Linked DNA regions of Mus musculus: regions 1, 2, 4, 5 and 6 are each linked to region 3. Evidence: chromatin contacts called from public Hi-C, HiChIP or PLAC-seq and promoter capture Hi-C data. All regions are on one chromosome and are shown on one strand. The core of a region is the stretch at or near the end of the contact, and the rest is flanking DNA. Distances in the headings are between cores, read along the strand shown.

What was found. Promoter capture Hi-C pulls out the DNA fragments that hold promoters and counts their contacts. HiChIP or PLAC-seq counts read pairs in DNA pulled down with a chosen protein or histone mark. Hi-C and Micro-C count contacts between places; a contact is called where the count stands out from the background.
Region 1: a contact with region 3 is called in a promoter capture Hi-C map of hippocampal neurons, with 29 times the contacts expected there. The contact joins the enhancer-like site here to the promoter of 4930525C09Rik in region 3. A contact is called at or near these places in 1 of 39 promoter capture datasets (hippocampal neurons), 17 of 484 Hi-C or Micro-C datasets (the C10 cell line, the C2C12 cell line, cerebellum and 8 more) and 2 of 115 datasets of contacts at active chromatin or transcription factors (astrocytes and neural progenitor cells).
Region 2: a Hi-C map of cerebral cortex shows a contact between it and region 3, with 3 times the contacts expected there. The contact joins the enhancer-like site here to the promoter of 4930525C09Rik in region 3. A contact is called at or near these places in 3 of 484 Hi-C or Micro-C datasets (cerebral cortex and cortical neurons) and 1 of 115 datasets of contacts at active chromatin or transcription factors (neural progenitor cells).
Region 4: a promoter capture Hi-C map of hippocampal neurons shows a contact between it and region 3, with 6 times the contacts expected there. The contact joins the enhancer-like site here to the promoter of 4930525C09Rik in region 3. A contact is called at or near these places in 2 of 39 promoter capture datasets (hippocampal neurons and second pharyngeal arch cranial neural crest), 1 of 15 datasets of contacts at CTCF or cohesin (the NIH/3T3 cell line), 3 of 484 Hi-C or Micro-C datasets (cerebral cortex and cortical neurons) and 1 of 115 datasets of contacts at active chromatin or transcription factors (differentiating embryonic stem cells).
Region 5: a contact with region 3 is called in a Hi-C map of uterus, with 4 times the contacts expected there. The contact joins the enhancer-like site here to the promoter of 4930525C09Rik in region 3. A contact is called at or near these places in 1 of 39 promoter capture datasets (hippocampal neurons), 2 of 484 Hi-C or Micro-C datasets (adipose-derived mesenchymal stem cells and uterus) and 1 of 115 datasets of contacts at active chromatin or transcription factors (astrocytes).
Region 6: a CTCF HiChIP or PLAC-seq map of the NIH/3T3 cell line shows a contact between it and region 3, with 6 read pairs. The contact joins the enhancer-like site here to the promoter of 4930525C09Rik in region 3. A contact is called at or near these places in 1 of 39 promoter capture datasets (hippocampal neurons), 1 of 15 datasets of contacts at CTCF or cohesin (the NIH/3T3 cell line) and 3 of 484 Hi-C or Micro-C datasets (cortical neurons and myocytes).

Annotation. Positions count from the first base shown.
Region 1 is chr10:98,483,633-98,487,967 of GRCm38.p6, reverse strand. No RefSeq gene overlaps it. Among named protein-coding and RNA genes, the nearest start is that of Gm34297, 52 kb to the left of the region's middle. Within about 2 kb of position 1,512, at least 31 of the 459 cell types and tissues checked have an H3K27ac peak or open chromatin away from gene starts, as enhancers often do. A contact at or near this core is called in cerebellum, cerebral cortex, cortical neurons and 4 more, where this site is marked.
Region 2 is chr10:98,570,439-98,575,323 of GRCm38.p6, reverse strand. No RefSeq gene overlaps it. Among named protein-coding and RNA genes, the nearest start is that of Gm34297, 35 kb to the right of the region's middle. Within about 2 kb of position 2,058, at least 10 of the 459 cell types and tissues checked have an H3K27ac peak or open chromatin away from gene starts, as enhancers often do. A contact at or near this core is called in cerebral cortex, where this site is marked.
Region 3 is chr10:97,712,677-97,717,451 of GRCm38.p6, reverse strand. 4930525C09Rik (RIKEN cDNA 4930525C09 gene) reads right to left here and starts at 2,680. Exons shown (of 3, transcript NR_130993.1): 1 at 2,597-2,680; 2 at 935-1,188. The region is part of intron 4 of Gm10754 (predicted gene 10754); the gene reads left to right.
Region 4 is chr10:98,415,677-98,420,585 of GRCm38.p6, reverse strand. No RefSeq gene overlaps it. Among named protein-coding and RNA genes, the nearest start is that of Gm8633, 66 kb to the right of the region's middle. Within about 2 kb of position 2,050, at least 25 of the 459 cell types and tissues checked have an H3K27ac peak or open chromatin away from gene starts, as enhancers often do. A contact at or near this core is called in cortical neurons and hippocampal neurons, where this site is marked.
Region 5 is chr10:98,683,015-98,687,471 of GRCm38.p6, reverse strand. No RefSeq gene overlaps it. Among named protein-coding and RNA genes, the nearest start is that of Gm40750, 120 kb to the left of the region's middle. Within about 2 kb of position 3,146, at least 156 of the 459 cell types and tissues checked have an H3K27ac peak or open chromatin away from gene starts, as enhancers often do. A contact at or near this core is called in uterus, where this site is marked.
Region 6 is chr10:98,331,795-98,336,313 of GRCm38.p6, reverse strand. All of the region lies in intron 4 of Gm8633 (predicted gene 8633), which reads left to right. Among named protein-coding and RNA genes, the nearest start is that of Gm8633, 18 kb to the left of the region's middle. Within about 2 kb of position 2,678, at least 82 of the 459 cell types and tissues checked have an H3K27ac peak or open chromatin away from gene starts, as enhancers often do. A contact at or near this core is called in the NIH/3T3 cell line, hippocampal neurons and myocytes, where this site is marked.

The DNA of each region.
Region 1 (4,335 bases), core at 263-2,762, 770 kb before region 3:
GTGAGCTGTAACCCCGAAAAAAGGACAGTAGGAAACAACAAGGGTGCCGCAGGTAGGGAAAAGCTCTGCTGGTCCTGTGCTTAGATGAGCAAGAGTTGCTGAGTGAATCAGACAATGATGGAAATTTCCAGGGAAGGACTAACCTTGTAGATGCTTGTTGGCGTCTCTCACAGCTTTGATATTTTTCTTTGTTTCTATCTCATTTGGCGCTGGAGAGGGGCTTGAACCAATGTATGGTAGGAGTGTGGGGATGAATACATAAAGACAAGAGAGAAGGAGATCATTTTGTGAACCCCTTTAACCAATGGAAATGAATTTAAAGCGAATGCTATGGAGGAGGACCCATGCACTAGATGACGAAAACCGCCTTTGTCTGATTTATGCTGATTTTTTTGGTAAGGTCTTAGAGATGGTTTAAAAATGGCTCAGCAGAATTGCAAGGCCTCCTTTAGTTGTCCCACCCAGAGTAGGGCTGGAGAACTTGAGCTTTATAAAGATATCCGCTTACTAGGGGGTAGGTCTTAGGCAAGTTTAACTACTTTTAAGCCTCGATCCCCTCATCTGAAAAACAGGGTATAATAATAGTATTTCTTTCCTGGGGTGAGATTCAAATCTATTAAATATGGACAACCAGGCTGGCGCAAACAAGCACCATGATGTTGCCTATTTTACCTGCGATTTACATATAATCCTCTGCCAAAGTGAGTTGTATGTGGTACCATGTGTTTGTGCAGGGTTGACTAGCTTAACATTCTCCCTCATCTAAGTGATGACTTAGAATCCATTTCCATTATCAGAGCAAGAAAGTATGTCCAGTGAGACCCTATTCTGGACACACAATGGATAAGACACAATATGCAGTAAATTCATTATTAAAATATGTCTTAAATATCAGAAGAGTATTTAGGAAATCTATGGAGGCAGCTGCCTGGCTTGTCCAGAGGCCATTTCTGCATCGCATGCCAAGTGTACAATGACAGACGTCATGACAGGAGTTTGACACAGGAGTTTGACTCAGGATTTGACTCAGCTGGTTTATATACCCCCTTTGCCTTCACAGATCTTTCTCCCTCAACATTTAACTGTTATTTTTTAAGAGGAAAATCTGAGCCAGTAACCAGGACACCGGAGGAGAGTCAAGGTTGGGCAAACGCGCTCTGTTATTAGCCACCAGCAAAAATGGTATTTTTAAACAAAAGCAATTTTTTAAGTTTCGATTAAGGGACTCAAAAGGATTTTCTAAAATGAATCCTGCTCTGAAGCAGTTCTTCTTCTCCTGCGACTTCACGTCGTTTGGACAAGCCGGTGCTTCGAAATGGTTCTTTTCCTGCTGACGTCACCGCATGGCTGCTTCTTCCTAGCAAGACTTAACTGAGGGTGCCCAGCCCAGGAGCTGCTTACCCTGAAGTGGCAGTGATTTTTTTTTTTCAAAAACAATAAAGCTATCTACACTCAGTCTCTCTTGATTATACTGCAGGAACAACCTGTGTAGGGAAACAATATCCTGGATCCTGCTGAAGGCTCACACAGATGGAACATCAGTGGGAGGAGCTGCCAGCGACTTCCCTGCCAACTTGTTAGTGCTGGAGACATTATCCTCTTGTTTTGCCAGTTTAATAGAGGATCAGTCGTAAAAATTCTCTGTGGGCTCAGCAACATAATTATTATCTATGGTCTCTGCATTAACTGTGAGGAAACATCGTGGTCTGAGTCTGCCTCATTTTAAATGCCGAGCTGTGCCCACATTTATCCCACAACCAACCTGAAAAATGCAACATCCCCTGAGCACAGCTATGCCTGTCATCATGGCGGATGCTAAGTATGTGCTTGCCTATGTCCTGCCGTTTAACAGTCAGTGCGCTCCTGCGGTGCTTGCCTCCTTTCCCCTGACCTTTTCCGACATCAGTGCCCTTGCGATTGAAAATTATTAAGCAGGGAAAAAAAAAATCTGTGTCACATTTAGTTCTGGTACTCAGTCCAGAAGAGCCAAGCCCCTGCAAATTTGGAAAACAAACTCCTTAACAGATGGGCCGCATAAAGTTTACAACATGTGCGGTGTGGGAGGTAGTATGACTCTAGGCGAGAAACAGAAGACTAGAAATTTGGGAGCGCAGAGTTTTTGAATTTGCTCTTGTTTCCTTTGGTTCTAGCAGATCACATAAGCTTATGCCCTTCAGTTCTCTCACATTACCTGATACCTTAACCTTATAAGCAAGTGAGTAATAAGAAATCAGGAAACGTTGTTTTTCTTAATAGGAAGCAGGAGCACATTGCTTCTTGTTATTGCCAGGACTGTGCACAACTGGTATCAATCTGCTAATAAAAACGGGGCTGCAGGATTTAGAAAAATCCCGTGTTGCAATTTTAAATTTGAAAAAACAGTTCTCTTTCACAGAGAACAGGTGTCTTTGGTCTATAAACGGCAAATATTAAGGCACCACAGAAAAGAAGTTGACCTGTCTTGAAAGAAAAGAATCATTGAAAAATTGTTGGTTGATGACTTCCAAATAGGCATGGCAGCATGTCTTGCAAGTGATCTCTGGAAGCTAAAGGTGTTAGAAATCATTTGAACTAAAGTGGTGTGATATGAACTTGATTATTGTGTGACAGGCAAGGGTGCTGAAACATGGATGGTCTTTGGTATTATTCCGGGTTATTTATTTAAGGACACAAATGTCTCAGCCACACCACAGGCCTACTGATTGGAAACAATGACAAGCAAACCTAGGGACTCTGTGCTTTGCAAAGTCCTTAAGCTGATACCAATGGCTAATCACAGTTGGTCTCTGTCATAATTTCTAAAACTATGTGAAGCAACAACAACAATTTGGTCATATAGATTATGACTGAAATTCCAAAGCCAAAGACAGAAATACAGGTGTTATCTTTTAAGAAGACATGAGAGGATGGGAGACAGAAAGTGTAAGGTCGGGAAGAGGGGTCCATGGTTCAGTCACAAGAAGGCCGGACAGGAAGCAATTGAGAGGAAAAGGCCTTCTGAAGGTGAGCAGGAGAGAAATTCAGAAGTGAAGGTTTGCAGATAGCGGCAAGGACAGTGTGGGTGCTTCCCTGCTGAACTGGTCTCAAAATTTGCTTTTAGTTTGACACTGCCTCCATTCAGTCAGAGAACATGTGATAGTTTGAATGAGATTATCCTCCATTGGGACATTTATTTGAAAGCTTGGTTCCTAATGGGGAGAACTGCTTGGAAAGGATTGGAAGGTGTGGCGTTGTTGAAGGAGGTGTGTCACTGGGGTGTTCTTTGAGGTTACAAAGCCCATGGTATTCCTAGGTAGTTCTCTGGCTCTTTCTCTGATTCATGTTTATGGATCAGATGAAAGTTCTCCTCTGCTGCTTCATTGCCAGGCCTGAGCTGTCTGGTGCCACGTTCCCCACCCCATCATGGACTCACCCTCTGAAACTGTAAGCACCAATAAATTCTGTCTTCTATAAGTTGGCTTGGTCACAGTGACTAACTAAGACAGTGTATTTTGAAAATTGAGCTGTATCCATGATGCTGGCCTCTCTGCAGCACCCAGGGAAGCACTTGAAGGATGCAGGATCAAACACATCCAGCACTGTCTCTGTAAATTGGTTTCTGCATACCTCTTATGAAACACGTTCTCCGACTGGACTGATTGCTAACTTTTTAAAAGTATAGTAACCTTATGTTGCTCTTGGAAGCACCAACTTCATACCCATGCAGTCTTCATACACGTTTCTCACTCCCATAAAATTCTGCCCTCCAACTATCTGCATTCAATTTGTGTTTTTAACTTAGGCCAGCAGTTCTCCACCTGTGGGTTGTGACCCCTAAGGGAAGTCAAATAACCCTACAGAGGTCACATATGAGATATCCTGCATATCAGATATTTACATTACAATTTATAACAGTAGCAAAATTACAGTGATCAATTAGCAATGAAGATATTTTTATAGTTGGGGAACATCACAGCATGGGGAACTGTATGAAAGGGTCACAGGATCAGGAGGCTGAGAACCACTGACGGACTTTCTGGCCATTCCTTAGGATTTCTCTGATTTTCTTTCAAGATCTTGCTTTGTAGTTCATACGGGCCTGGGATTAATTATGTAGGCTTCAATTTACATTGCATTGGCTCAGCTTTCTTAAGTATTACCATTACAGGGACTCACCATCCCTGTTTGGTAAGGACAATATAGTCTAAAGTAGACCTCTTTATTATAGTTACACTGCATTTCTTGTCACTATTAATCATAATTTAATGACACCCCATGGGCTTGGTTGCTTTTCAAAAATCTACAATGGAGATTTAGGTTTTCAAAAGCAGTCAGTTTTGGCCATTTTGGTGTACG
Region 2 (4,885 bases), core at 809-3,308, 860 kb before region 3:
CCACACCTTAGGGTCACTTTGTGGTCCTTTTCCCTGTAGTGTCCCTGGGGAAAAAGTGATACCTTGATTCTTTTAAAGTACTAAATCATGCATCTCTATCCCAGATGCTGCCAAGGTAGGTAAAGGGTTGAGGTGGGGTTTGACTTTAGCATCCAGATAACGCAGAAAACATCATTTATTCATACTCCGACACCAGTGTAACAATTGGGTACTTGTAGGAGTGAGAGAAGTTCTGTTAGCTGTGAGCATTGGAATGTCCAGGACTGATGGATGCCTCTGCATCGTTGGAGCATCAAAGCCCTCGAGTCAAACAGTGTGTGCAGAAAACGTCCACCATAGCTTTCTCCCCTCAGACATTTATAGTTGGAAGACTGCTCTCCTACAGAGGCGAGATTAGCTAAGCCTGCCTTCTTGTTCAGCTGTATGTAGTCATTCTGTCTCCTTGTTTAACTCCATGTAACAATAACTATGTATAATAATCTCATCCGTTCAGCTGTGTGCAGTAAACACTCCAACCTTCCAAGTGGCCGACTTTGACTTTTCTGCATCTGAGAGCCCAGGCCATCTCCATCTGATCGCAGCTTTTCTGAGTGTCTCCGTGCTTGTCTTACCTTCATGCCCTCACCACCCGAGCTGGGTTTTAGATCCCGGGAGCTGTGCAGGATGTGGCAGGACCTGAGAAGCAGAATGAATGAATGGGTGGAGTGTGAGAAGAAGCCACTGGGTGAGCTACAAGCATGCTACTTAAAATAAAATAATAGTGAACTGCATTCAGGGAGACATTTAAAGGAAGACATCCAAGGATGCACTGTTCATGCTTACGTCTTCTCCCTTTCAGACCCCAGGGAAGCAGGGCAGTGATTGATGGGTTATTCCTTTAACCACTTTCTTTATGAAGACAAACTAAAACTAAGATGGGCTCAAGAGGCAAACCATCATTTGGTGCATTATGGTGTTGAGTGAATTCGTTTCTAATATAATGGCCCATTCAGGAGGACGGGGTTTTTGGCAAACTGGATTATGACAGTTAAGAGTGGTTAGTGGTCCTCAATGTGAGGAACATGGCAAATGTCATTTACCCTCTGCCTAAACAAGCAGCAATGGTAAATATGTGACCATGCAAATCCACCTAACACTATTAAAATTATTAGTCTTGAAAGACTTTCCTCACACATGTTTCTTCATCCTGGACTATTTGTGCGTTCGTTGGTGTCAAGCCCTCAAGAACAAATGTGTTTTCTGATGGTTCTCTACGTGTAAGCCTGGTTACAGAGGTTAAACGAGCTGCTGCCTCTTACCCAGAATTCCCAGCATGAACAGCCAGAGCTCCTTGTGTTGCCCTCTGTGAGATTGGATGGTTGCGGTCCTTCATCATTTTGATTAGTCTTTCGACAACTCTTTGAGGACCATCATATAGCATTTTCCTTCTCTGAGCTCTACTCAGAACGTGACAGTCACCTCTGGTAAGTATAGTTACTTTGGACAAGGCAATCTTTGGGGGTGGAGGGGCAGGGATATAATCAAATTGCAGGGTTTGCTTTTCAAACTTTCAAACCCTCTCCAAACATTTCAGGAGTGAAATTCTCTCTCTTCTACAGGAAAAAAAATCTGCTAAATCCCCGAATTTTCTGTGTAGTTTTAGACCATGCAGAGTTCTCTGGCTATGCTCAAAATTTAAATAACAGCTAAATTTGATAATAAGAATATCAATCCCTAGATCCACATTCAAAGGTAGGACTCCTTTCTCCTCATCCTGTGAGCGTTGGCTGGCTGTGGGAAAGCAGCCTTTTAGGAGGAGTGTAGCTGAAAAATTTTCTTCAGCTTGTTTATGCTCTTCAGCAACTGCATGTGTCCGTGGTTTTGATCTCTTTCAATGCGGGGCAGGAGAATGAGGGCGCTAAGAGGTATGAGGGCGATGCTCTTCTCCTGTCCTTATGCCTGTGAAACGCCTTGATGTTCCCAGAGAACATCAAACGTTAGTTTTGTCTCCTGGGCAGTCTGGTGCCGTTTCTTTTTCTGAGCTTTTCCTGGAGTCTCAGCACAGATTCAAAGGATGCAGCTGTCCCTTTCCGCAGCCACTTCAGATCCTGCCTCAGGGCTTGGATGTGGGGTGGCTCCTGCCATACTGACACTTGGCAGAGATTTTTTCCCCCCTGAGAGCAAGGTCTTTTTGCGAACCGAAGGGGGCTGGGGGGGGGGGGGGGGGAAGCAGGTAAACTCCAGCCTGGCAGGACCGCTCTTATTTCTCTGCCCTTGACCTTCGCTGGTGACTTCCAGATCCGTCCAAATCAGTGTCACGTGTTTTTTTAATACAAGTGCTCACTCTGAGACTCAGGAAGTACTACTGAATCTCATTCTCTTGGCTTGAGCCCAAAGGGGAAGAACTTTAGCTTCTGAGGTATGAAGGGCTGTTGGTGGAGGGGGGAGTCTTTTGGACGGAGGCAACCCTCTTCAAAGTTAAGTTGTCTTCCACAAATCTTATCCTTAGTTACTACTTCTGTAACCTTTCAAAAAATCATGTCTTAGGGAGTCTAGAGCGTTTGAACCAGCTCTAGGACACTTAATTAGAAACTGCTGCCCACCGGACTCACAGCTTATTTCGGAACCTGACAACTTTATATTGGGTCACTAAAATGGAAGCTTCCATTTTGTCTTGTATCTGTGCTTCTTGGAAACCCAGGCAGAGATCAAATTTAATTTTCTTAACATTCCTTATGAATTATTTCTGAGTGGACTCTTTAACACATCAATCTTCCTGGAACTAAGGGTGTTTACAAGGAATAATATAAAATTGCCAGGTTACCTATTTCTTAATTCTGTTTAAAACTTATTTTAAAGAGCCTAAAGATTCACATACTATACAGACTTATGCCCCCTCCCCCCATTTCTTTATTTTGCCCAGAAAAGAAGAAACCTGGTGTTGTCATATCGGGTATCAAGGCACATTACAGGCACACAGTAACTAGGACATAGCTGTTCTGGCATCAAAAACAAACATAGAAATGAACAAACAGAATGAAGAGCCCAGAAATAAATCCAGGCACTTATAGCTACTCCTCTTTGAATCAAAGTACCAAAAATACACACTAGAGAAGAGACAGGATCTTCAATATATGGCTCTGGAAAGATTAGAAGTATTTAACTATTGAATACCTGAATTATTATTATTTTTAAATTGGATATTTTATTTATTTACATTTCAAATGTTATCCCCTTTCCCAGTTTCCCCTCTGCAAGCCCCTATCCCATCCCCACCTTACCCTGCTTCTATGAGGGTGCTCCCCCACCCACCTATCCACTTCTGCCTCACTGCCCTAGCATTTCTCTACACTGGGGCATCGAGCCTTCACAGGACCAACAGCCTGCTCCCTTCCCATTGATTCCAGATAAAGCCCCTTGAACTCCTTCAGTTCTTTCCTTAATTCCTCCACTGGGGTCCCTGTGCTCAGTCTGATTGTTGGCTGCGAGCATCCACATCTGTAAAACCAGAATTATTAGACCACTAGACTCGAACACAAGGGGACACTTTAATTTATCAGTATAGGCAAATATACTTTGGATAAGACCCTAAGAGCACAGACAATAAGACCAAAGGATAGGGGAAATATTTGTGAACTATTTATCTGACAAATAGCAAATGTCCACATTCTAAAAGGACAGGAGTACTTTGATAAACTGAACAAGGGACATTGGGAAACTAGTGGAATGGAGACAAGGACTCAGGTAGGAGCACTTTGTGGTCTAGAAAAGGTCCCAGTGCCCATATCAGGAGGCTCACAACTAGTGGTATCAAGAGATCCAGGAGATGGCGTTCTGACTTCTGTGAGCACTTCATAAATATGGTGCATAGATATGTGAATAAGTCATGAGTACAATATAAATATTTTTTAAAAGTAGACACAAATGACCCATACGAATGTGAAAAAGTGCTCAGTCACAGAAACCAATAAGCAAATACCAATCAAAACCACACAATGAGATCTTATCTTAGTCAAAATGTCTATTATGATTATTAATATTAATGATATTATTAGTTAGTAATATCACTATTATCATTTTAAGGCAAAGAAACAGCTGCTAGCAAGAATGTAGGGAGAAGAGACCTTCCAGCACTGGTGGAATCAGTACAAATTAATACAGTCATTAGTATAAAAAGTAAGAGAATTTCAGAAAGCTGAAACTGGAAATAGCATAAAATAAACTATGCTACTTCTGGATATATATACCCAAAGAAAATGGAGTAATATTGTTAAAGAAATCTATGCATGTTCTAGTGTGCTACTGCACGCCTATAGTCAATCTACAGGTTTTAAGTGTCTATTTGAGGATGAATGGATCCAGAAAAGATGGCACACTTATATAGTAAGCAATTGTCTGGTTATAAAGGAGAAAGATATCTTTCAATTTGCCCCAAAACAATTGAACTGGAAGATGCTGTGCCAAGCAAAACTAGCCAGCTATACAATAACAAATACTATGCGTCCCCACTTATGTAAGCTAAAACAACTTGATTCCAAAGGCTAAAATGAAAGAGCAACAACAATAAGCTAACGCAGTCAGTGGTTCCCAACCTTCCCAACGCTGTGACCTTTTCATACAGTTCCTCACGTTGTGGGGATCCCCAGCCATACAACTATTTTCATCGTTACTTCACAATTGAAATTTTACTACTATTATTGGACATAATGTAAAGATCTATGTTTTCTGATGGTCTTGGGTGACTCCTACGAATAGGTCGTTTGACTCCCAAAGGAGTTGAGAACCACTGAGCTAGTGGGCACAGAAGGGTGAGAAGATGCAGTTAGATACTGAGAGTAAGTTCTCATGTTTCCATAGCACTGTGGGGGCGACCGCAGTTAAAAACAGCCGATAGTGTCTTTTGGTG
Region 3 (4,775 bases), core at 1,431-3,930:
CAATCCTCTGCAGAGTTGGTTTAAAATACAGTTTCCTTTGCCATATGTGAACCCTCCCACCTTCTGGGTAGGACCCAGAAATCTCACTTTCAGATCTTTGAATTCTAATTTTTTTTACAAAGAAAATTCAAAAGCCATGGGAGATAACATAACTGAACATAGGAGATAACATAAACAAATAATTCAAATTGTTTTCTTTTGCTTTGCTTGCATGCAAATTATGTGGACTTACATTCATATCACTGGGTCATATTTTGAAGATCATGTTTTTAAAAAAACCTAGATGAAATACATAAAGTTTTGAATCACTATTTTTATTTGACCCAGCATTTGTAATTTTTTTCTGGAGTGTTTTAAGACACAGGAAAGTATTTACAAAAAAGCTGTTTCAATGATATAACATGAAGTTCAGACCTGGTACTTGTAACAGTGAAGGAAAAGAGCAGACAGCATAAAAAACCAAAGGAAAGGGTATGAGAATTTCCGTAAAATCAAAGAAAAGGTTTAGTGAGGCAACATTACCCATTTGGAAATGGAAGTGTCTCTGTGTGTGTGTGTGTGTGTGTGTGTGAGAGAGAGAGAGAGAGAGAGAGAGAGAGAGAGAGAGAGAGAGAGAGAGAAGAGGAGAGGAGAGGAGAGGAGAGGAGAGGAGAGGAGAGGAGAGGAGAGGAGAGGAGAGGAGAGGAGAGGAGACAGACAGAGAGAGACACAGCAACACAGAGATAAGAGTTTGTGTGTGTGTGTGTGTGTGTGTGTGTGTGTGTGTGTGTGTGTACATATCAATGTATGTGTTTAAGAATTTTGGGTCACAATAATACTATTAGAAACAGAAGAAACAACTACAAGACTCTAAAGCTGTGATGTATATGAAACCAGGTATGATCTATGGCAACTTAATTTTCAAAAGGAATAAAAATGTTGAGGCATTTCTCACCTGTTCCCAGAGTCTGTGTCGTTGACTCTGTGCCATCTCAGCCCCAGCACCCAAGGGCACGTGGCGTCAGGTAGCAAGTAGTCCAGAGCACAGGCAACAGGTAGAGCCCGCTAGAGGACAGTTATGCTAGCTTCCTGTTTACAAGCATAACAGAGTATCGATAACGATGTCATGCATTGGTGCTTGTCCATGGGATGGGTTTCAAGTTGAGCTGGTTACTGGTTGGCCGTTTGTCAGTTCCTGTTGCGGAATTTCTTTTAGATAGGACAAATTTTGGGTCAAAGTTTTGTGTGTTGGTTGGGTTATCCCTCCACTGGAGATTCTACCTGGCTACAGGAGGGGGTGGGGCTTTTCAGGTTCCATGGCCACACTGTTGGCATCATGCATGAGGGTAGGGATTGGGGGGATCTTTAGGAAGTCCCAGAGATGTTAGATGGGGGAGGCTGTCAGGAATCAACAAAATTATCTTTTCGGTTGGGAGGCCACCACAACCTGTGGTGAACTGTACTAAAAGGTCACAAAATTAGGAAAGTTGAGAACCATGGATATAAAGGATCCTTGTTCCAGGAAGGCTCAGTATATGATCACAGAATTATTGATTAGAGTTAAAGATCAATGGGCTAGCAACACAAGGACCCAGTATGGAATACAGCTTATTCACATAAGGGTTAGCATCAGGCTATGGGGGTGGGGGGTGGGGGGTATTGTTCTCATGAGCATAACAGCACATACTGCATACTTGGGAATCTTCCAAGGCTGGCAAGGTTTTCAGAGGAGCATATTATCAAGGAATACAGAGAGCTGGGCAGAGCAGAGGGTGTGAGTGCCAGGGAAGCATCTTGAAAGGGGCCGGCCTGGCTTATAACTATTCTCAGTCCCCTTAAACTTGTCCTCCCTAAACACAGCCTCATTGTTCTCATAAACTGGACTCTGAACCTGCGGCTTCATGCTCTGAGAACCTTCTCTTGAAATGCCTGACAATCTTATCTTTTAATTTGTGTTGAAGGTATCCTCTGGTAAAGCCCTGGAGAATGGCCTAGGACATAGAAGCTTGCCCCGTCCTGTGCCTTCTTACCTCCACTTCCATGAGCCACTGCCTCCTCCACCCCTGAACAAAGGCTATTCCAACTTTCACTACATGCCTGGACATAAACTCACTCTCTCTGTCTCTCTCTCTCTCTCTCTCTCTCTGTCTCTCTGTCTCTGTCTCTCTCTCTCTCTCTCTCTCTCTCTCTCTCTCTCTCTCTCTGTGTCTGTGTGTGTGTGTGTGTCTGTGTGTGTGTGTGTGTGTGTGTCTGTGTGTGTGTTTCCCTCTCTTTATGAGTGTGTGAGGTGAGGATAACTGGAGTTGTGGGCCAAACAAGGGCATCTGTGAGAACTTTGCATTTGCCTGCCTGTGTTCATTCATATAACACAGCATTCACTGTTAAAATCCATGTGTGTCTGTGAGTGTGTGTGTCTCTGTGTATGTGTGTTTGTGCACATGTGTGTGTATATGTGTGTGTGCATATGTGGTGTGTGTGTCTGTGTGTATATTAATTTAAGAGATAAATCACAGAAGAAATAAAAAGCTTTCTCCCCTGTTCCTTTACATAGAACATTAGAGCTTTGTGCTGTCCCTCACAGATCCTGGGTCTGGACCCTGATATGAAGGATTCATACCTCACAGAGAAGAGCTAGAAACGGTGGTGCCAGTGAGCAGTGAGGCGGCACATCAGGGAGATAGGGAGAATGGATGGCTACCTTGAGGTTGCAGGGGCTGAGGGACTTTACATTCTGAGCAGTTGCCAAGGTAGCCTTTGTGAGAGACCGGGAGGGTGTCCCATCAAGGTTCCAAATGGAACCAGACCAAAGTTTTCATGATTGCCCTGAACATGACAATGATAACCCTCTTTCCTGACGAAGGCCCCTGCTGAGGGTACCAGACAGAAACACTGCAAGGGTCGTATAAGTTGGTACAGCAAATCCTTTTCAAGAGTCTATTTATAGAAACTTCGTTTTGAATCTGAAGCAGCCACTTATGTTGAATGCAGAGGAAACGTCAAGGTACAGCTAGGCAGAAGGAGCCACAGCGTGGCAGTGAAGTGCTTGGGTCGCATTTTAGTATATTCTGCTTTTGTTTTACTATTTAGGACGTTTAGCTAGAACCTTCATTTCCACTCCAGAACAGCCTAGAGTTCACTGTGTGGTAGAGAAGCGCCTTGAACTTTTGACTGTCCCGTTTCGTCCTCTCTAGAGCTGAGATTACAGACACGGGTTATTACACGGGGCTGCCTTTTCATTCTGTGAAGCTGGTTACCGCAAAAAAACTAGTGAGTTTTCAGCAGCAAAGGAAATAGCTCTCAGCTCTCCATTGTCAGTTACCAACTTTTCAACTGGGATATAAGGCCTTAGTTTCTTTTATGGTTCATTTAGAAAATGGGGTTTTGGGGTTCCTAGATGCTCGGGATGTAATGCATGTTAAGTTTCCTTGCAAATGACTATGATAATGCTGATACTTTAATTCAAATTCCTCCCACCACCCCCCCCCTTTACACGGGATAATAGGATGCATCAAAGCACTCTGTACTAGGTCTAAGAGAGGAAGTTACAGCCATGCATCCTCTAGGCCAGCTCCATGTCTCTTGAACCTGAAAGACTTAGGTGGAGCAGTGGGAAAGTCAAAACATGGCAAACAGAAGTGGAGAATTTACAAAGCAAAGTGGGAGAGACACAGGGTGAGAGTGAGCCACCTCAAAGATGTGGGCCATTAAAGGGAGAAGAGGATGAAAAGGAAAGAAATGTTTTCCTTTTTGTGAATTCTATGCAGGTTTTTATTCCACATCACTTCTACTTCCAAGTGGCTTGGCTGTTTTATATACTATTGTTTCTTCCTTTCAATATAGAAAAGTCTAACTAAACATACCTCAGGGTCTCTCCTTACTCAACCAGAAAATTGAGCACGTGAATGAAGAGTCACAGAAGAACACTAGAGGACGTGGTGAGATGGCTCAGAAGGTAAATGTGCTGGCTGATAAGGTGACCCCAGTTCTGACCCCTTAAACCCACGTGGGTAAAGGAAAGAACCTACTCCTACAGGTTGTGTTCTGACCTACACATACAAGCTATGCCCCCCTCTCATACACACACACACACACACACACACACACACACACACACAAAATAATGTAACACACACACAGTAATGTAATAAAACACTTTTGAAGGCTGAGAGGCCAACAAGAAAAATCCACTGTAAATCTAAAGAAAGTATTAATCACTGCATGCTTTATAAAAAGATCGTTGGGCATTTAGCCCAGAAACTCACATCCAAGTATAAAATTTCACAGCCTTTCCCACAATTAACAAAAATCTCAGCGTATATCCTTTTGACATATCATTTCTTATATGTATATTTGAGGTTTTTAAGGTAAATCAAATGCATTTTTATGGTTTCAGCAAATGGAAAGAAGACTTTAAAATCATGTTCATAGTGTGACTCGGTATTTGTACACACAGAGCCCTTCCCCACACACACACATACATGAAGATATAAAGCAGTAGTTAGTGTAAGGTTTATGTGCTAACAGGAACACAATTTAAAAAACAAAAAACCAAAACGCGACTGTAGCTTCTTAGAAAACAGCGCCATCTAGGGGAAGCTGACAGAGCCAGCATTCTATCTGCAATGCACCACCTTGCCGCTAAATTCCAATGACAGATGTTAAAGAAAAAAGGAAATGATTTCCACATTCCAGACAGTGAGTTCATCTAGAGAGCAGTACCAACAGGGTCTGGGAAGATTATGTTTGCACCACTTTATTTCTATTGCTCACATTAGGCCTGAGTATAGCTTTTGTTT
Region 4 (4,909 bases), core at 801-3,300, 700 kb before region 3:
AAATCCTAAATCATAGCCCAATCACTTGAGATTTCCCTAGAGACCAGAATATAACTGTATGTGAATCAAGGATATAAACATAATGAAAATATGTCATAATTTTATTGATTTTTTTTATTTATGTGCATCACTGTAGCTTAAGGTGTGGGGGAATAGAACCAATCACAAAGATCTCTTTAGTCTCTATTTCTTAACTTAGCTTTCCTCTGTTGTCAGCATTGGGTTGGAGGCAAACACTCTGAGACTTATTTTCTTTCCCTGCAGAGATACAAGCCATCACTGGGTAGGATCTCTTGATAGATTCCAAGGTGGTTCCTTAGGTTGATTGGATTATGGATCAGTCCACCACTTCAAGATCTTAGGTGGCAGATCCTGGGCCCTGATTTCAGTTCCTGGTTACTGGTAATGAGGAAACCATGTATAAAACTAAGAACTAGGGGGTATTGAGCATGACTTTAGCTTAGATGAAATCTCTTTCTCTTATATAGGGGATGAAAGCAAACAAAGATGACATCATCTATATTGTTCACCAAGTTAAGTGGATACGAGCAGTGCTGGCCAGAGATCTTTCTTGTATTAACCATGACCCTGTTATGTCATTAGAAGAATCTCATTTAATCAAAAACCCTTTTTGAAAGCGGATTACTACAGCTTCCATAAAATTTTACCCAAACTGTTGTTTACAACAATAGAAATTTGTTCTCTCCAAGTCATAGAGACTGATATATATCGACATGAAGCAAGCAAAAATGGTTGCTTCCCTGGGTCTGTTTCCTTTCTCTCTTAGCTTTTGTTGGTTGCTGGAGATTGTTTGCACCTCTTGACTTGCTACATTCAAACCTCTGCCTCCATCATCCCAGGGTGTCCTTCCCTAGATCTCTGTGTTCTTGTGTCAACACTTGGCATAAGTCATTGAATTAAAGCCCATTCGACTCAGCTTGATTTCATCTTAACTTGATTGTGCAAAGGCTTTATTTCCAAATTAGCTCCGATTCATAGGTACCAGGGATTAAGACTGCAAAGCATCATTTTGGAACAACACAATTCTACTGCAGCACGTTTATTTCCTATTGGTCTTATTCAATTAGTAGTAGATTTCCCCCCAGAAACTCAGTTACAGGGAATAAATGTCTTTGGGCTGCCTGTGCTGTTGGCTCAGTAGTGTGAAGCACTCCAAATATGTATGCACCAGGAGCCTGGCCTTTTCTTTAATGCATAAGCAGAACAAAGCACAAATCAATATCAGAAAGATTTTTTCCCCTGCCATTGAACGACTTTTGAGCAATTACTTTGCACTGATTTCTGTGCTGTAGGAGTGTCCCCTTCAGCCACGCCACCCACCTTTAAAGTTCCTGTCATTCGTCTCTACCCTCTGATCTAGAGCGTGGCGTTTGCTATTGCGCTGACTTTACTCCATCTACAAACACTCTAGCGAATGAAAAATGAGAAGCAGAGAAGTGCATAGAACCAGAGGTCCTATCATTTCTAAGCTAAAATGGCTGATAGTGTCAGAGACAGAAATTCAGAGAAATACTGAGGTTATCAGTTGAGAGAGAGAGAGAGAGAGAGAGAGAAATACAGAGAGAAACAGAGAGACTGAAAGAGAGAAAGAGAGGCAGAAATGGAGAGGAGAGAGAGGCAGAGACATACAGAGACACACAGAGAGACAGAGACAAACGCAGAGATGCAGAAAGAAACTCAGAGAGGCTGAGGAGTGACACACACACACACACACACACACACACACACACACACACACACACACACACACACACACAGAGAGAGAGAGAGAGAGAGAGAGAGAGCACAGAAATGTGACTTCTAATTGTTTCTAATGCAGTAAAACATGGTCACTGATTAGAGAGTCCAAGCAGAAAAGACTCTCGGGTCCAGATGGTGAGAAGTGAGGCTATTATGTGTATTGAAACACCATCTGTATTTTTGAGAATACTGACACCATATTCTAATATCCAAGGGAACCTGTGTGGATTTCTGCTTGCTCTAATTACTGCAGTACCTGAAATGTATTCATAGCCTCTCCATCTGCACGGCGTGGCTGATGCCTGCCACGCACCATTTGACAATCTGCAGTGCTATGCTCTTTCTCTGACCCCATCTTTCCCAACCCATCATTTAGCTTCAAGACATTCAGCCGCAAAAGCATTTCCAATCATTCACTTAGTGCAAAGCTACTACCACCTACCAGGGAATGAGTCATCCGATCACAAAGGCCTGGGGTGGGGGGTGGGGGGGGGGAGAGAGCGAGAGAGAGAGAGAGAGAGAGAGAGAGAGAGAGAGAGAGAGAGAGAGAGAGAGAGAGAGAGAGAGAGAAAGATTTGTCAACAGATTCTGTATGCTGTCGGATGAGTTCAAACTTAGGACACCAGGCAGATTTAGCGGTGCATGGTAGATGAGTGAATTTTTGACAAGAAATGTCAGGCTTCTTCAGAATCTCAAACAAGGAAAAGGAAAGCTACATGTTTGTTGTCAAATAGCCTCCGTGGGATCACCGTTTAATCAGTCAAGTTCTTTGCTCCTCATCTGTTACTCTCAGAGGAGAAGCACCTGCCTGAGGCTTCTGACTCATCAAGAGGTACCCTGGGATTGCTCTGCAGTCTCGCAGCGTTCCTCTCTCCGAACAGGCTTGGAAAGACTTGATCCAGGCAAAGTTTATCTTCAACGTTCCTCTCATTCTCTGACTGGGGAATTCCTTTTCTCTTTTCCCTCCTAATTTTCAAGCTTTATCAAAGGAGTTATTCTACACTTCGTACGAAATGGGAAGTACAGATTAACAAGTTAGAATAAGCCATCTATGATGTTGTTGCCAGCAATATTTGTGGATATTTTGGCTCATATAATTCTGTGTTTTTGATGTATGTACTGGAACAAAACTTCTGCTTGCTATGTGTGTGTGTGTGTGTGTGTGTGTGTGTGTGTGTGTGTGTGTGTGTGAACTACTAGTTTCCTAAGCAGCCTCTGCATCCAGTATTGTGTGTGTCATTGACCTCTGCAATTATATTAGTGAGTTATTTGAATAATTTAGTTAGGTCCCTGCACACTCAATTTTCCATATTTTTGCCATTTCAAAGGAGGCAGGGGCCTTTAATTCTGCCAAATATTTCCCTCAGATGAATTCTAACCAGCAGGATTGTTGAGTCATAGGTTCCACTTGTTTTTAAATGCTATATTATACATTGTTTGACTTTCTTAAAAAAATACAGTAATTTTCTTATCACATAGTGTTTTCTGTCACATTAGAGATGATTCTTGGACTGCCCTTTCTTTTTTTGATTCTCGCAATTGAACCCTACCATGGTTGGCTAATGTCTCCACACCAAGCTGCAGCTCTACCACTAGAGCTTTCTGTTTATATATTCCTTATATAAGCTGGCAGATGATAAATAGCTATAGTTTTAGATTGAATATCTGTAACTCCTTATTTATGTTCATCACTCTTTAGCCTTTCTTTCATGAATCATCCCTTCAGAGGCTTTTTAAAAATGTTTTTTTGATTTCTGCTATTGTTCCATTTGTAAGAGCTGTTAAGAATTAGTGATATTCTTTTGTATATGTAAGCTTTGTATTTTTCTCAAAATATTTTTTATGGTGGTCTGAAGAAGATGCCTTTGTATTTCTATGTGGCTGAATCTGTAGTTTGCAGTTTTAAGGCTTTCTCAAGTCAAAAATAGGATCTCTCTCTCTGTCTCTCTCTCTCTCTCTCCTCCCTTCCTGTCTTTCTGTTTGTTTTGCTTTTTTGAGACAAAGTTTCCCTGTGCAGCTCTGGCTATCCCAGAACTCACCCTGTAGACCAGGCTAGCCTTAAAAATCAGAGAACCACCTGCCTCTCCCTCCCAAGTGCTAGGATCAAAGGCATGTGCCACCGTAGCCTAAACACAGTCTAGAGTTTTTGCCTTTTCCTTTACATGAGTGCGTTTAACTTGTCACAAATGCAGAGGATCTCCATTTGTATTTCTGTGTGGTTAGCCCTGTAGCCTCCCCCAAATTCTTTCTCACTGATTTCAAAGACTTTCTTTTCCAAGTTCTAACTTCATTTGCCCTATAACCTATAGCACTATTGCCCTAAACTTATGATCAGTTAATTTATGAGAGATCTTTAATTATCTGATTGTGTTACACTATTTCCACTAGAGAAACTTTGACATCTGAAAATTTACCATTTGAAAGTTCTTTTCTGTGTTTGCTAGGCCCCGGCATAGTCTCACAATAGACAGCTATATCTGGGTCCTTTCAGCAAAATCTTGCTAGTGTATGCAATGGTGTCAGCATTTGGAAGCTGATTATGGGATGGATCCCTGGATATGGCAATCACTAGATGGTCCATCCTTTCGTCACAGCTCCAAATTTTGTCTCTGTAACTCCTTCCATGGGTGTTTTGTTCCCATTTCTAGGAAGGGGCAAAGTGTCCACACTTTGGTCTTCGTTCTTCTTGAGTTTCATGCGTTTAGCAAATTGTATCTTATATCTTGGGTATCCTAAGTTTCTGGGCTAATATCCACGTATCAGTGAGTACATATTGTGTGAGTTCCTTTGTGATTGGGTTACTTCACTCAGGATGATGCCCTCCAGGTCCATCCATTTGCTTAGAAAGTCTATGCCGGGGCCTAGCAAACACAGAAGTGGATGCTCACAGTCAGCTATTGGATGGGTCACACGGCCCCCAATGGAGGAGCTAGAGAAAGTACCCAAGGAGCTAAAGGGAACTGTAACCCTATAGGTGGAACAACAATATGAACTAACCAGTACCCCCCCGGAGCTCTTGTCTCTAGCTGCATATGTATCAAAAGATGGCCTAGTCAGCCATCACTGGAAAGAGAGGCCCTTTGGACTTGCAAACTTTATATGCCCCTTACAGGGAAACGCCAGGGCCAAAAAGTGGGAGTGGGTGGGT
Region 5 (4,457 bases), core at 1,897-4,396, 970 kb before region 3:
AATCCTGGTAGCAGTTGTTGGGCCCTCAGTTACAGTTTGTGTGTTTTTTTTCTTCCCTCTTCTAAAACTTGCAATTAGCCCTGGGTGAGGAGTCTTTCTCCTGAAATTCCATTAAGGGACCCATAATTTAAATGTACATTGGGAAACACCAGAGACAGAAACTAGGAGTCTTGCCAGACACCTGGGAGAATCTCCACATTATCACGGGGACTTCACATCAGAAATACCCTACAAGTCTTCCTGCCTAGTTCTGGTACAGAGAGAGGAAGGAAGGACATCAGATGAGATGTGACTTGTCCTGCCGTAACTCTAAGACACAATTAAAGGGCGTCACAAAGCAAGCTCCTGACTTTTTCTTTCACTCCAAGATAACTGAGTCTGGAATAATAAGATTTGTTCTGTTGTGGACCTGGTTTCTAAGCACACAAAAGACAATTCCTCTTCCTCTTCCCCCTCCTCCTCTTCTAGTTCTTTCTCTTCTCCTCTTCTTCCTCCTCTTTCTTCCTCTTTGTCTTTCTCCTCTTCTTGCTTTTCTCCCCCTCTCCTCTTCTTTTCCTTCTCCTCTTTTTTCTCCTCCTCCTCCTCTTCCTCCTCCTCCTTTCTCTTCTGAAATAGTAATTCAGAAACCTATATTGAGTATTTAAGATACAGAAAGATAATTCCAGCACTCGGGAGGCAGAGGCAGGCAGATTTCTGAGCTTGAGGCCAGCCTGGTCTACAAAGTGAGTTCCAGGAAAGCCAGGGCTATACAGAGAAACCCTGTCTGGACCCCCCCCCCCCAAAAAAAAAGATATAGAAAGATAACAGTTCTTTTTTTTCTTTCTTTCTTCTAAGCAGGTGTATGTAGACATTGAGTCCACAGGTTCTGCCTGGTTAATAATTATAAACCTTCAGCCATCTTACACAGATTGTTTACTTTATGGTCTATAAAACCTCCATCCATGATTGTGGGTTGACTCCTATTGTACATAAAGGAAAACTGGTAAGTTTCATTGAATGTCCAACATGGGCAGACTCTACTCACCTTCTGATAGGGTGTTAACAGCTGACCCTATAAAGCCATTTTTAGAAAGCAGAGAATTTTGCATTCTAAAATATTGTTAATATGTTTTATTAAATTTAACCTTCTTTTTTGCTATGTAGTCCAGGTTTGCCTTGAAGTCCTAATCCTCCTGTCTCAGCTTCCCAAGTTTTGAAAATATAGGCATATGCCCCTATTCCTGGTTTAAATATCACCTTTAACTTTAGTTTTGCAAATGCAGAAATAAAAGAGATACATTGTTAAGACTTTTTCTAGGGATAAGATGGTTAATAGTTAATAGTTAATAAGATGGTTAATAGATATACTTAAATTTTAACAGCCACAGTGAAAGATTTTAATATCTGTCTTTCCAGTCATTTGTCATGATGTCACTTTTGAAAGTGAGTTAATAAATTAATTTTTAAAATGAAAATGAAAATAGATAATTAATTAATTGTATGGTACTAAGGACTGAGCCCAGGACCTTGGGCTTGCTAAGAAAGCACTTTGTTAACTGGGCGACCTCCCTGCAGTCATAAGGCCAGTATATGACCTAGAAAATTCGTGATCTTGTGCTTTACTGAATGACATGCTTTAGTGATTGGCACTTTCCCATTAAATAATTTATACAAGTGTTGCAGTTCTGCATTTTCCTAAGTCATATACTCAGATGTTAGTGATGAAAAGCTCTGAAATTCTTTGAAAGGGAACTTACTTGCAATCCCCACTTGCTTTGTAGACAAGAAAAAAAAAAGTCAATGGTAAATAATGTAACTTAGGGCCAGAAACCTGCTTCTCAGAGATTTCGTTTCCAAGATATTGACAGAATGCCTTCACACTCCTAAGCAAAGTTTAAAGATGACATTCCATCAAAGGCAGACTGTTTTCTTTTAAAAGCACCGCAAAAAAAGCCCACGTTGCCTTTTACAGACGAAGATAACAGCTTAACCAAGACAGAAAGTTGTGAGTGGTTGTTTATCGATGGCTATTGCTATTGTAGCAGGACACAGTGTCTACTAACCCCAGGCCTGTTCCAGGGAACTTTATGTTTTCTTCACCAAGAGAAAGCACAGAGCTGGTTCCCTGAATGTCAGGGCACCATCCTCTGCACGGAAAATGGAACAAAGAATCTTGTTTTTTTTTTTTTTTGTTTTGTTTTTTCCATGTGCTTCTGTCTCTTTGTAACTTTGCATTTGTGCCGTGTCCCCATTGTGACCCCATTGTCCTTTCTTTTGTATTTTTAAAAAAATTTAATCTCCCCGAGAGGCTATCAAGTTCTAATTGATTTCATAAGGCAGTGAAATAACAAAAAATGTTATTATTTTTTTTTTCTTGAGGGATTTGGAGCCCTGTAAAAAGTGCTTTCTGGTTTTGTGACCCCTTTCATTTCTATTTCGCCATTCAAAATATAAGAATAACAAAAAAAAGTTTCTTTGGAAGGTTATTAGTGGATTATACAAAATATGGTCTGAGAAAGTGCGAGTTTTTTTCCCGTCTCTAGAAATGCATGTTTTTTTGCACGTGCAATCTGCATTGCTTTAATCTCAGCTCTTGATGGCTCGTTGCTGAATATCTGCTCAGGTTTTCATTCTCCCCATCGATGCTCACTCTTAATGGAGTCTGTTTTTCGCTCTTACTCTGTATTCTATTTACCATTTTCTCCAAGAACGTTTTTCCAATTCCCTTTTGCTGGGGAATAAGTTAAAAGTGCCACAGAGTTCATTTAAGAAGCAATAAAGGAGTTAGTCAGCAAATGAAAGAATAGTAAAATAAAGAGACTCATTTAAACTGCTTACAATCTTGCAAAGAAAGATAAAAAACCAATTTGACAGATCATGGAATTTGAAGCAATAAAACTTGGAAGCTGCCACTCATATTAGCTTGGACCCCACCTAGAAGCCCTTTGGACGAGTGTGAATGGAATGTGCCCGTTGACTCAATCCGGGCGGGCGAGCGTGAGGGACTTTTAGTGTGTCTCTTCCTGTACTTTGCTGATTTCCCTGGGACATTCGCTTAGGAGGGCAAGCTGGATTCTATGGTAACCAGAGAACTACACTGACCCTGTTGCCAGGAAAGGTATGAAACACAAAACCAAAACAAAGCAGGCAGGAAGGAAGGGGCTTCCCCCTACGGCTGACTCGAGAGATGTCAGAGGAAACATAAAAACACAACTGTGAAGCGCCAGCACAGTGTTTTCATATTTATAGAGAAGTGACTCGGGTAAAGCAAGAACTAGTATATGGTAAAAACAGCCGGTCCCCTCCCTCAGCACGGAGGGCTGTTTTTTATCCCACAAGCAAACATTTCCATGCCACTGTTGAATAGCTAGGATTTATGGAGAACTGATTTTATCCTAGGGACTTCTGTTTAATTCACAGTCCCCTTTAAAGGTAATCTTCATTTTGTCTTCTAGGTTCATCTGAATTCAATTTAGTTAATTAATCTCAGTATCGCCATACAAAGACCGGTAGTGGTCCATCCGCAGCTTGGTCCAGAGAAATCTCTTTGATAGCTCTTTAAATACTTGCAATTGTGCAACAAATAGCAGTAGTACTCCGTATCTGTTGGCTTGTGGAATGAGGTTAGGAGCATGCTCTGTTCACTGGTCCAACCCAGGAACCTAGTTCAATTCCTGACCCGTTGTACCTAAAGAGACATCTGTAGAATGGCTGACATTTCAGGAGTCTGGGCTTCAGGGAAGTGGTTCCTTTTCCATTGTTTCTAACTTGTAGCAGCAAGGCCAGAGGTCTGTCACTAGCTACTGCCTGGGAGGTTGTTTTTGCCAAGAATTTGGAGTACATAGACACGCCCACTTTTGGCTATCAATCACAATCCAGTATTTTAAAAGAGAGAAATCAAGTTTTCGTTCCATTTTAAGAGGTTGCCTAGGCACACACAGTCATGCAAATAGGTCATGTTAATTTTTGAAGTGACGACATTAAGAACCGGGCAGGACCAGTTTCCTAAGTTTTACCTGCATACTGGTTAGACAAAGATCCTTCAAATCTTCTATTCCATATTAAGTGTTCATAAAATTATTACTTTCTCTCCCTTTTCAGTTTAACAATGAGCTCTTTGTAGTCAACAGAATTCTCCTTTCTCCATCCTCCCACCTTAGATCCTAGTTTTCATTGCAAGAGCTTAAGGAATGCATGTTAAATGAGTTATAGTGCCATCATTTTTATGATGTTGGGCTGGGCAATGTTCTTCACTCTTTTGTATGTGACATTATAGTCTAGATTAGGCTGTAGTAACCACCTTAAACTTTCTTTTACATTCCTGGTCCCCTAAAGTGCTTCGCTTTGTACCATCACATAGGGATTACTGCCTTGTGATGATGGCATTAAATATCCAGGTTTCAGGGGTTCTAATAGCAAGAGATTAGAAGGAAGGCAAGCACAACTCAAGCTAAGAAAGCATTGGTCCAGAGTGTCGT
Region 6 (4,519 bases), core at 1,429-3,928, 620 kb before region 3:
GTTGACGATGTGTGTGTGTCCCTCATTATTCCATATTTTGTATTTAGGTGGATCCTCATGTTGAAATGGGAGATTTCCCACTCTGCTAATCTAGCTAGCTATCTGCTTAGACACTCCTTTTCCCAGACCCTGTGCTCAGTGGTCCTCACTACCTGTTTAGGTTTTAAATGGGTTCTGTGGTTCCAAACTCTGTCCTTACATTTGTGCAGAAAATGCATTACCAACAGAGATATCTACCCAGTCATGATGATATATAATTTAACAACTTAATAACTAAATACTGTCCCTCTACAGCAAGAGAGAAATGCAGTCAGAAATTATACGTATTTTAACAACATCCATCCATAAGATAATATGGATTTAACACATATTCACAAACCATGGAATAAATAAAAAGTTAGTAAGAAAAATAATTAAATTATGCTTTATTTTGAATTATATTTCACTAGACTATGAGTATGGCATACTTTTTGAAGCTCTCTGCATGTTTAGTGAACATCCTGGGTTTCTGATCTACTCAGGCACTGAAGACAATGCAATGAATACAATCATATACAATATCTATTATTATGAAGCTTTTAGGACCAGCTAGAGAATAAAAATACATATATTAAGTGAATCTTAGAAATAGCATTATATAGGTGATCAAAGCTGTAGGAAGAGTATGAGACACTGTGTGAGAGAAAACTAGAAGTCTGCTTTAAATTGTAGTTAAGGTAGTTACTCTGAAATACTTTATGTGGTTTATGATTTTGCTTTGCTTTTATGTGTAATCTTTATGTCTCATGTAAAGAAACACAATAGTAATAAGAAAGATTAAACCTATTTGTCTTTTCTCAAAATGATAACTTAATGTATAGCATACAGTAGTGGCTTATTACATTCATAGCAATTGGAAATACATTCTGCTCAAATTGATAGAAACTTAAGGAACAGCAACTGAAGAAATTTCTACTGCCTAAATTTCTACTGTCCCTAAAAGTTTCATAATAATAGATATTGTATACAATTGTATTCCTTGCTTTGCCTTCAGTGCCTGAGCAGATCAGAACCCAGGGTTGTTCACTAAACAGACATTGCTAGGAAAAAATTTATTGATAATCCAGCTCATGGATGGTAATTTTAAAATCCAAATCTCATGGGAGTTCAAGATAGCCCCACTAGTTATATTCGAAGCCTCTCCATGAAAGGTGGTCCAAATGAGCTATATGATTGTGACTGATGCTCAGCAGTTATTAAAAGTAGTTAATTCTCTTTTCAAGTTAATATAATTTAAGCAAACTCTTGGAAAGAGTCAGCTATGGTATACTCTTTGAAAGATCAACAATTCCGGTCAATGGCTAATATAATGAATTGAAATTATCATTTATTCTATTCCTGTTCCTTCTCTCATATGTCCTTTATTCAGCTGAGATCCAACCTAAATACCTAGCTAGTGAACTTGTCTGTTACTAGACTGGCAGATATCAGAACAGAGGAGAAGTGTTGATTGGTAGGTGAGAGATATAAGTTTAAAAACAAAACAAAACAAAACAAAACACAAAACCAGGAGCTGATTTCACAGTGTAGAAGTAGAATTACCTTTTTATTTCACTCTCTTGAGGGAAAGAAAATATTTCCTCACTATTTTGGTTCAGTTAAATCCTAAAACTGCAGTGTGATGGCTGAAATTCTTTATTAATTTACTTCTGCTCTGTACTTAGAAATAAAGAACTAAGCCTTTAATTAGCTTAACAACAAGGTTCATGTATTTTTTATTCTCTACTTGAACATATGTCATTAAGATATATAGATGTAGATATAGATATGCATTATAGGTATAGGTGTAGACATAGATGTAGATTACAAGTATAGGTATATTGTGTTAGTTATGTGAGGTGCTTGCCATGGAGCATGTGCAGGCGTGTGAGGACGGTTCTGCCATGCTTCCTCCATTCCTGTGGGTTCCAGGGTCAAACTCAGCAGGTCAGGCTTTGAATCCCAGGGGCAAGTTTCTTTATCTGTTAAGCGTTATCATCATCTCTAATTTAGTATTGCTCTTTCCTGTAGAAGGATTTAGATGGATATTGATGTATAACAACGCTGCTTACCGATATAATAATTCAAGTGTCAGAAAACCCTTTGTTGTTAATATATAAATTATTATCTAATTATATTTTCCTACTATAAGAAAATAATTCTCTGAGTGACTTGGACAATGTAAAGTTGGGGGAAAATTTCTATCCTTAACTTTGGGAATAGATGTCGGTAATTCCAGTGAGGCTTCCAAATCCAGATGACCCAGTTCATTTTATTTCAGGGCAATGAGCAGATGGTGAATGTTCTCAGTCTATCTGGCATTAACGTGCACTCTGTCACCATAAGACTTAACAGTGGCAGATGGCAGTTATGTTAGCAAACATTCAGTTGTCCCTGCTCCATTCTGCCCTTAGGACCGAGGAAGGCCCAGCCATGGCTCAAAGCTGAGTCTCCACTAATCCTGAGGAGAGAATGTCAAGCCACCGGAAGCCCTCACTTATGTGAGCTTTCCGGGCAGCAGGTACAGCTGGGCCCTCTTCAAAGGCTTGTGGATGCCCTGGCCTCCGTGTGAAATCCTTTCAACTATCCAGTGACATCCCAGGACCTGGCTGAACAAATCTATGGGATGGGTGGGGTTTCTCACCCTCTGTGGAAAGTTGCCCGGATATTTAAGGACAGCCTTTCTTGGCCTCTGTGGACTTTGCTGAATAGTAATGCAATGAGCCATCTTTAGCAGAGTGTTTTTCAATAACATGAGTCACTAGATGGTTTTGGTTACTGAATGAAAACATTAAGAAAATCCTGTGATTTTCACACCCACCCCCAACCCAAGGACACTCTCTACTTTCTGGAATCTAGGTGGGAATATGTCACATGGGATTCTGCAAAGTTGTTGGTGACATCCTAATTGCAGCATACCTGGTATAAGATGACAATAGCTCTTATTATTTTTTTAAAGTAACTGAATTACTACATCAGTAAATTAAGACTATGAAGATACTGTCTTGAGAAATGTTCAAAGTCTGACAGAATCTATAATGTCCATTTGTTTTAGGATCTTGCAAAGTACATTCTATAGTAACACATTTAGGAAATGCATTCAAAGAATGTCTGAGAGACTATCAAACCATTTATCTCTGCTTTATGGGCAGATACTTTTCACGTATAAGATTTTACATTTCTAATCGTTTGAACAACCTCTTTTGACTCTGCTAGCTCTTAATCCTAAGCAGATCAGATGGGCAAAGCCTAACCAAGACAAAAGCAACTGATAGCTTAAATTGCACACATTCAGCAATGCAGACTTGTTACCAACAGACCTCTGAGCTATGCCAGAAAAGACATTAGATCATTCACATCTGAGTTGGGAAATGGAGCTAAAGGGCAATGCTGCAGGCTTATTATTCATTGCAGCTTGAAACATATGTAAGGATAAAGCCTTTCGATCCTGGTCACAGCCTGACTCACCAGCTTACCCATGACTCGTAGCCATAAGCTGCAATCTGTTTCTGGACTCAGGTCCTGCATGACTGGAGTGAAGTGCAAACCTTTTAACAGCTCACACGGCTCTCTCGACACTGGTCATGTTGCTCTGGGTACTTTAACAGTCTATGTGTGCTAGCTTTTAGGAAGTGGAAAGTGGCTGCCTTAAATGTGTTGGCAAAGTATCAAGATGGCTTAGGAGGGAGCAATGTCAGTCTTTGAGCAAAACATTGGGGGTACGTTAGACACACATGTTAGGACAGGTAGTCCTTTTCTAAAGATTTAGATAGCTAAATGTATTGACTAAAACAAGGTGCATTTAGAGGCGTGTTAGAACAAACTTATCTAACCTAATTGGCTCAGGTTGTTTTTTTTTTTTAAATTTCAATGGCACATTCATAAACACATCACAGTCTCATATAGATGTGTATGCATACATATGCACATGTATTTATTTGATTTGTTATTATCTAATATATTTCTTTAAGCCATATTTTCATCTCTAACATGAAACCTGTTGTATTTTATGTGAAATGCAACTTTGATTTCTTAAGTATGAGTACAGAATAACATTCTTTAGTGTGATTTTTTTGTGTAGGAGTATAAATCAAATGGATTCAGATTTCTATAGAACTACATTTTGATTTCCCTTTTTTATATTTTCAGAATTATTTATACGGCTGTCTGAATACTCTGATTTTATTTGCTTTAGGGCCTACCTAAATTTATTTGTGTTAATCTCACAAGAATAATGACAAATGCATCTTTCTTTGGCTTTGAAAGTGGATTGGGAGCTTTTTAAATATTTAAAAGGTAAAGCCACTGGGTTTTAGAGAAGTTATGGACTCTAACATGATAAAGCTCAGAGAACTTGGAATTTCAATAAGGTCATGAAAATAGAGCAGAGCTGCCATTGAATCTTAGTAATCAACAAGAGGACCTGTTTTGGTGTCCCTATAATAAAATATTAAGACAGGGTATATCTGTAGGATTCTAGAATATAAAAGCTGATAGCAGG